Linked DNA regions of Danio rerio: region 1 is linked to region 2. Evidence: chromatin contacts called from public Hi-C data. All regions are on one chromosome and are shown on one strand. The core of a region is the stretch at or near the end of the contact, and the rest is flanking DNA. Distances in the headings are between cores, read along the strand shown. Region 1 holds the start of bend4 (BEN domain containing 4). Region 2 holds the start of grxcr1a (glutaredoxin and cysteine rich domain containing 1 a).

The links. A called contact is a pair of places that touch in the nucleus more often than the background predicts.
Region 1: a contact with region 2 is called in a Hi-C map of embryo, with 2.2 times the contacts expected there. The contact joins the promoter of bend4 here to the promoter of grxcr1a in region 2. A contact is called at or near these places in 4 of 18 Hi-C or Micro-C datasets (all in embryo) and 1 of 4 datasets of contacts at active chromatin or transcription factors (embryo).

What each region holds. Positions count from the first base shown.
Region 1 is chr14:49,832,230-49,835,854 of GRCz12tu, forward strand. It overlaps bend4 (BEN domain containing 4), which reads left to right and starts at 1,778. Exons shown (of 5, transcript XM_690223.11): 1 at 1,778-2,307. The coding sequence starts at 1,866.
Region 2 is chr14:49,455,115-49,458,230 of GRCz12tu, forward strand. grxcr1a (glutaredoxin and cysteine rich domain containing 1 a) reads right to left here and starts at 1,264. Exons shown (of 5, transcript XM_073922207.1): 1 at 273-1,264.

The DNA.
Region 1 (3,625 bases), core at 528-3,027, 380 kb after region 2:
GGATCATTTCACACAATGCTGCCACACAACTGTGTTTAAACCCCTTATAAAATTGATTTTTGCATAATAGTTCCCCTTTTAATAGTTTTAGCATTCGAAATACAGTAGCAAAAATTATAAGAAGTTTTTTGTTCAATAAAAATTCCCAAAATGTACACACAATTTCAAAAGAAATCACTTTATGTAAAATAAGTTGTCACAGAATAGGAATATACAGTAATAGGCCTAACTAAACTATTGTATCAAACATTGAGGAGACACTAACGTGCCTTTTTTTTATTATTCATTCATTCATTTTCTTTTCGGTTTAGTCTCTTTTTTTTTATCTGGGGTCCCCACAGCGGAATGAACTGCCAACTTATCGAGCATATGTTTTATGCAGCGGATGCCCTTCCAGCTGCAACCCATCACTGAGAAACACCCATACACATACACTACAGCCAATTTAGCTTAATTCACCTATAGCGCATGTGTTTGGATTGTGGGGGAAACCAGAGCACCTGGAGGAAACCCACGCCAACTTGGGGAGAACAAGCAAACTCCACACAGAAATGCCAACAGATCCATCCGAGGCTCCAACCAACAACCTTGTGAGGCTATCGTGCTACTCACCGTGTCGCCACTATTTTAAAATCATCTATTTATTCATTTATTAAATTACAATAGGCGACACGATGGCTCAATGGGTAGCACTGTCACCTGTCAGCAAGAAGGTCAGCATGTTTTCGCCGTGTTGGTGTGGTGGAGTGTACGACTATGAATGTGAGTGTGTATGGTTGTTTCCCAGTCCTGGGTCGCAGCTGGAAGGGCATCTGCTGAGTAAAACATATGCTTGATAAGTTGGTGGTTTATTACGCTGTGGCGGCCACTGATTAATAAAGGGACTAAGCCAAAAAGCGAATGAATGAATGAAACTAGGCAATACAAAGATATATTTGACTAAATTGGACCACAAAACGTTTAATTGCATGGTGTAGCAATAGTCAAAACACAATGTATGGGTCAAAACCATTCATTTTTTTACACCAAAAATCACGAAGATCATACATTACATTCAATATTTTAAATATTTTTAAAAATTGATTAGTAATGTTTATTAGACAGTGTTAAAGACAGTTTTCTCTGAATTTTTATGCTTTATGTTCAAATATCTGCAAGACATAACATCCTAGGTGGGCTATATTTTAATAGAAAGCTTTAGTCAGATTTTAAATCTATTTTTTTTTACATTTATTTTAAATCTCAATTTCTTACAAAAACACCAGCTATTTTGTTGTTCAGTGTCGCATTTAATGTATTTACAAAAAAAAAAAAAACTTTTTACTACAATTACCTGCATGTGAATGCGGAATTTAATACAGTCTATAATTTATTTTATTTTATGTGTTTATTTATTTATTTATTTATTTAGTTATTTATCTATTTATTTAAGTTTGTTATTTGCATTGGTATTTGTATCTTTAACTGCCTCTAGGCTAAGTTTTGTTCAGTTCAGCATAAAACAACAGCAACAAAAACAAACAAGCATGCCCATAGCACCTCTATTTGCCAGAAAAAAACATGGAGGGATCTCACGCACACCTCTTCATATCCTCATGGACCTCTGTCTCATCATCCGACCGACACTCCCACTGATAGAGCATCAGCCGCCGGTGCCCCCTCCGCCGGTATTCCCCTGTTGGTAGAATTAAAGCCAGCGCGTGCGGTTACCGCCAGGGGATTGGAGCAATGACTTGTCAGTAAAGTCACCCACCCTCTGAGTGTCTCAGACACAGTTAGAAGTGTTTGAGACACAGAGAGGCAGGCAGGCGGCGAGACACTGAGCAAACCACACCGGGACGGAACGACTCTTAACTCCGCGGGAGATGGAGGAGGAGATGCTACCGGCTGACGAAGGTCTCTCTGCGGCCAAAATCAGCAGGCAGCAGCGGAGTCCGTACAGCTCCCTTAAAACCTTCCCGAGCAAGCGCACAGTAGGTAAAGCGAGATATGATGACAGACCCACAATGGTGGACATCCCGCAGCTCGGAGACCATCATCATCATCTCAGTCATCAGCATCAGCAGCAGTTTTCTCAGCGCGTGCCGCTTCCCCAATCCCCGCTGCCCATCAGCAGCAGCACCCATCAGCACCGGCTCCCCTGCGAAATCAGGCCCAGCAGCAGAGCTTCCTCAGCGGGGAGCGGCGCGGCGGCGTCGGCTTCATTTGGCAGCCCGCGGAGGGTCGCGGTCGCGGGCCAAGAGTCCGGTAGACTCCGCGCCGAGATCAGCCACCAGACTCCAGACTGCACCTACGGAATAAGCTCAGGTAAGTGGACAAGTTTGCCTAACAAAACTTTTTTATCCACTATGCTGAAAGCAGAGAGTAGGCTAACTATACCGAAAAGAGGAACTGAATTCTCCTGCATATCGCAGCATACATCCATATTTTGGAACCCACGCCCAAATGATGCGACTAATTCAAGCATGCTTAATTTCCCTCAAGAAAATAATGACTAAAAACAGTAGCAGTTGCTTAATTTCAGTAGGCAGTATGATATTGTGAATGCGTTACGGTCTTTTGTGATGCCATGCGAGTTTTCTATTTACCAACATAGGATACTTGTTTGTTTAACATTTATATCACAAGCCCAAGTGCGTAGGAAATCCCTGGAATGAACAATGATCCATGTAAACACAGAAAGCCATGCGTAGAATATCAGTAATTTGTACTCTTTTAAAAGTAAAGCTTCCGAAAAGGTTTGTGTGATGAAGCGGAATCATTTTTGTTGAGCACCTAAATGTTTAACAACCTTTTTCTATAGTGCAAATAACATTTTAATAATCTAAAGTTTACTGAATGTAGTTTTTTTTTTTTTTTTTTTTGGATGTTAAAAGTTTGTGAAACCATTTTAAAATAAAAAGTCGTTGTTTTAAAAAGTTTAATATAGATGCTTTTTATTAAAGTCATACAAGTTTAAATATATTGGTTATTAATGTCACTATTTTTGGTTGCCCAAAATTAAAAAAAAAAAAAAATCTATTTTTAAATTTTGATCAACTTAACATTTATACCTCAAACACAATTGTGAAATCCCTCAAATGAACAATGTTCTATATATGTAAACACAGCAATTCAGGAAATACTGTAGATTGACTCTCTTAAAAATAAAGCTTCCAAAGTGGTTTATGCATGAACATTTTAATAATCTAAAGTTTGGATATTAAAGCTTTGTGGAACCATTTGTAAATAGAAAACCTTATTTTTTTAAGTCTAATGTAGATGGTTTCTATTAAAGTATTAAAAATATAGGTAAAGGTTACATTAATGCCACCATTTTAGGTTGCTCAAAATTTTCTTACAAAAAACTTGTTTTATTATTTTAACATTAACCTTTCTTTAATGACATTGCTGGTTTCATAACATCCAACTACTTCATTCCACAAAAGGATCTTTATAGTGTAAAAAATGTTAAAATGTTCTGGTATAAAATGTGGTTGTGCATTAACATATCACTTGGGTTGCAGCTGGAAGGGCATTCGCTGCATAAAACATATGCTCGATAAGTTGTCAGTTCATTGCACTGTGGGTAACACTTTATTAACTAAATTCAACAAACAGACCATCATAATAAAGTGTGACCTTA
Region 2 (3,116 bases), core at 14-2,513:
GCCTTCAGCATTTCCATGACTTTGGGTCATGTTTTAATGTCATCCAGACATCAGGAGGAGATCTCTAGCCAATACACAAACTGATATGTTACTCTGGGATTATTAATTTGCATACATCAAGATGTGTTTGATAAGCCACATTGTTAGTGAGATGTTAGTTTTCTCCTTTAGTTATTTTTAATTGTATATGTAACTTACAGTACTATGTATGTGGGACTTTTATTCTGAAAACAGGAGACAGATTGTTCACCCAAAACTTAAAATGTACTCACCCTAAAGTGGTTTCAAATCTCTTCTGTTGAGCGCAAACTGGAAACTGGTGCCTATTGACACCAAAAAGCAAACTTGTGGCAGTCAGTGGCTACTGTTTTCCAACATTTATCAAAATATCTCCTTTTCTGTTGAACAGAAAAAAACTTTTGGAATAAGTGAATAGTGAGTAAATGATGACAAAACATAAATTTCTAGTGCAACAAGGCCATTGTAAGCCAGCAAGACTGTACTCAAAATTATTTGGCAATGTACTTACAGCATCAGGAGCATGCAAAAAATGTCAATTTGCTGCATCAAATTAACTAATTATGCACTAAAAAGACTGATTATGAACTGAGTGTGCAGTATTTTTGCTCTTTAATGTCTGTTTGCTGTACTTAGGTCATTTTGTATTGTTGGAAAAAATACAAGATATTTTATAGGGCCCTAAACAGGGTCCATAAATAGGACTCGTTTGTGTTGAACCGCTTGTCACTTGAACACATCTTATGTCACAGCTAAGAGAAATGTGCTAAATATCTATACATGAATCTAGGTGTTTATAGACTGTCCCTTTCTCGGTCGGTATTCAGTGTGTACTAGTCCAAGTACCCCCTCTGTATATTTTTCAGACATGTCAGTTAGCTTTGAAATCATCTATTTGACGGAGCTACTCACTATACACATTTGTGTCTAATCAAATATTTCAAATGTTTGGCATATCCAGAGACTGATCTGTACACCATGATTTTATATAAAATTTACTTGTTAATTAATGTGTGATAGGACTAAACAGTGGTCATTAACTAATATTTTCTCAATTCAAATGAGTGGCTGCTTAGACCCGCAAACAGTAATCCTAGCCTGATCTCACAAGGAAACGTAAGTATTTTAAATTTTAGTCGCTAATTCTTACAAATTCGTACGAGTTAAGTCGTACAAAAATGTAGGATTTTAAAAAGGAGGTGTGGCATACAACCCCACCCCTAACCCCAACCTTCATTGGGTGATGAGCAAATCGTACTAAATTGTACGAATTAGATCATACTAGTTATCCACTAAATCAAAAAGTCACGAATTGCCATGAGATTGCATTGGCAATCCATACATCACCGACACGTCACGACTTAACAATCGGATATCGCCAGATTCAAAATCAATGACAAAGAGCTCGTTACTAATGGGCGGGGCTTTCTTCCTATGATGACACGTACAAAGTGAAAAACGCAGACTCGGTGCAGATGCAAACTGAGATGCATGCAATGCTTTTTTAATGTGCTCACCTAACCTAACCCTACCCCTCACAGTGATGTCACTAGCTCCATTGAGTGCATTGTGTCTGATATTGCATCTCTGAGCGATGCAATCTCAGCCTGCATCTGCATCCAGAAACTATCAATTGTGATTAAAATACATAGAATTAATACATTTTTATCATTAGAAGCTGGTTACATTTACAGCCTGTTGCCACACAACTGTGGTTAGACCCCTTATAAAAGTGAATTTTGCATAATTGGTACTCTTTAAGGCCTTTTTGTGGTCTGTCATTTTTCAAGCAAATCAAGGAGTAATTAGAACTAAACAGAGCATTACATCTGACGCTTTCTGCATTTCTGCATCTCAAATTAAGTGCAAAGTCTCAGCATAATTCAGAGCCTGCTGCTAAATCAGTCACTGCCGTGTGTTCATCCACTGATTTGCTGGTGCCTGATTAATATTGGGCTGCATTTCACTTTAGAGTTCAATCAATCATCTGTTCTGGCCGTACAGGCGTCTCCTATTCAGAGATTTGTTTATTCATTTCCTCAAGACTGTGCTGATGCAGGTCTGTGATCAGTGCCCTCATCAGTCATCAATGCTGAAGCACTTCTGTGCCTCATCTGTAATTCAGATCACACCACTGCATGTGTGTGTGTGTGTGTGTGTGTGTGTGTGTGTGTGTGTGTGTGTGTGTGTGTGTGTGTGTTTTCTCTCCAGCAGGCTGATCTTTCTCTAAATGCTGTCACGTCAGAGTGTGTGATTGTCAGTGATCAGAGCTCAAGGGTGTGCGCGTCTGCTCTTAAAGAGACAGTTCGGTCAATAGAGGTAAACACACTTGTTCTTTATTCACTACTTCAGGGGTGTCCAAACTCGGTCCGCGGGGGCCGGTGTCCTGGAGAGTTTATCTTCAACTAGCTTTAACACACCTGCCAGGACATTTTTAGTATATCTAGTAAGAACTTAATTCGCTGGTTCAGGCGTGTTTGATTGGGGTTGGAGCTAAACTCTTAGGGACACTGGCTCTCCTGGACCGAGTTCGGACACCCTTGCACTTCTGGTCTTACCTGTTGCTTTCTACTGGTGAACGCATGAGCACACACACTCTCACTGTCTCTATGAGGTGTTTTGCAGTTTGGGTGAGTGGTTTTGTGAATTGTGAAAAAACTGTAAACTTAATTTCAAGAGTTCACACTTAGTTGATGATTGATTATAAGCAAGTTTGGCATGCTGTCCCGGGAAAGAGCCCTGAGCTCAAAAGGTCCTTGAGCCCTGGGCTCCCTCCCGTTTGCAGGGCGAGAGGGGAGCCTTGAGTTCAGGTAGATCTCGACACATCCCCCTTGATAATACTGATGACTAAAAATTAAAAGCTATGAAAAGATATGCTGCAGGGTGAGAGATTGACTGTAGTGCAACGTTTAGATTAATCAATTCACTTGTTGTGCATGTTTTTGAAATGTGGTAGGAAACCGGAGGACCCGGGGAAAACCCACGCGAGCACGGGAAGAACATGCAAAGCTACGCACAGAAACGACCACCGGCCTGTTAAGGACTAGAACCGGTGGCGTTCTTGCTGTGAGGCAACAGTGCTAACCACTGGGCCACCG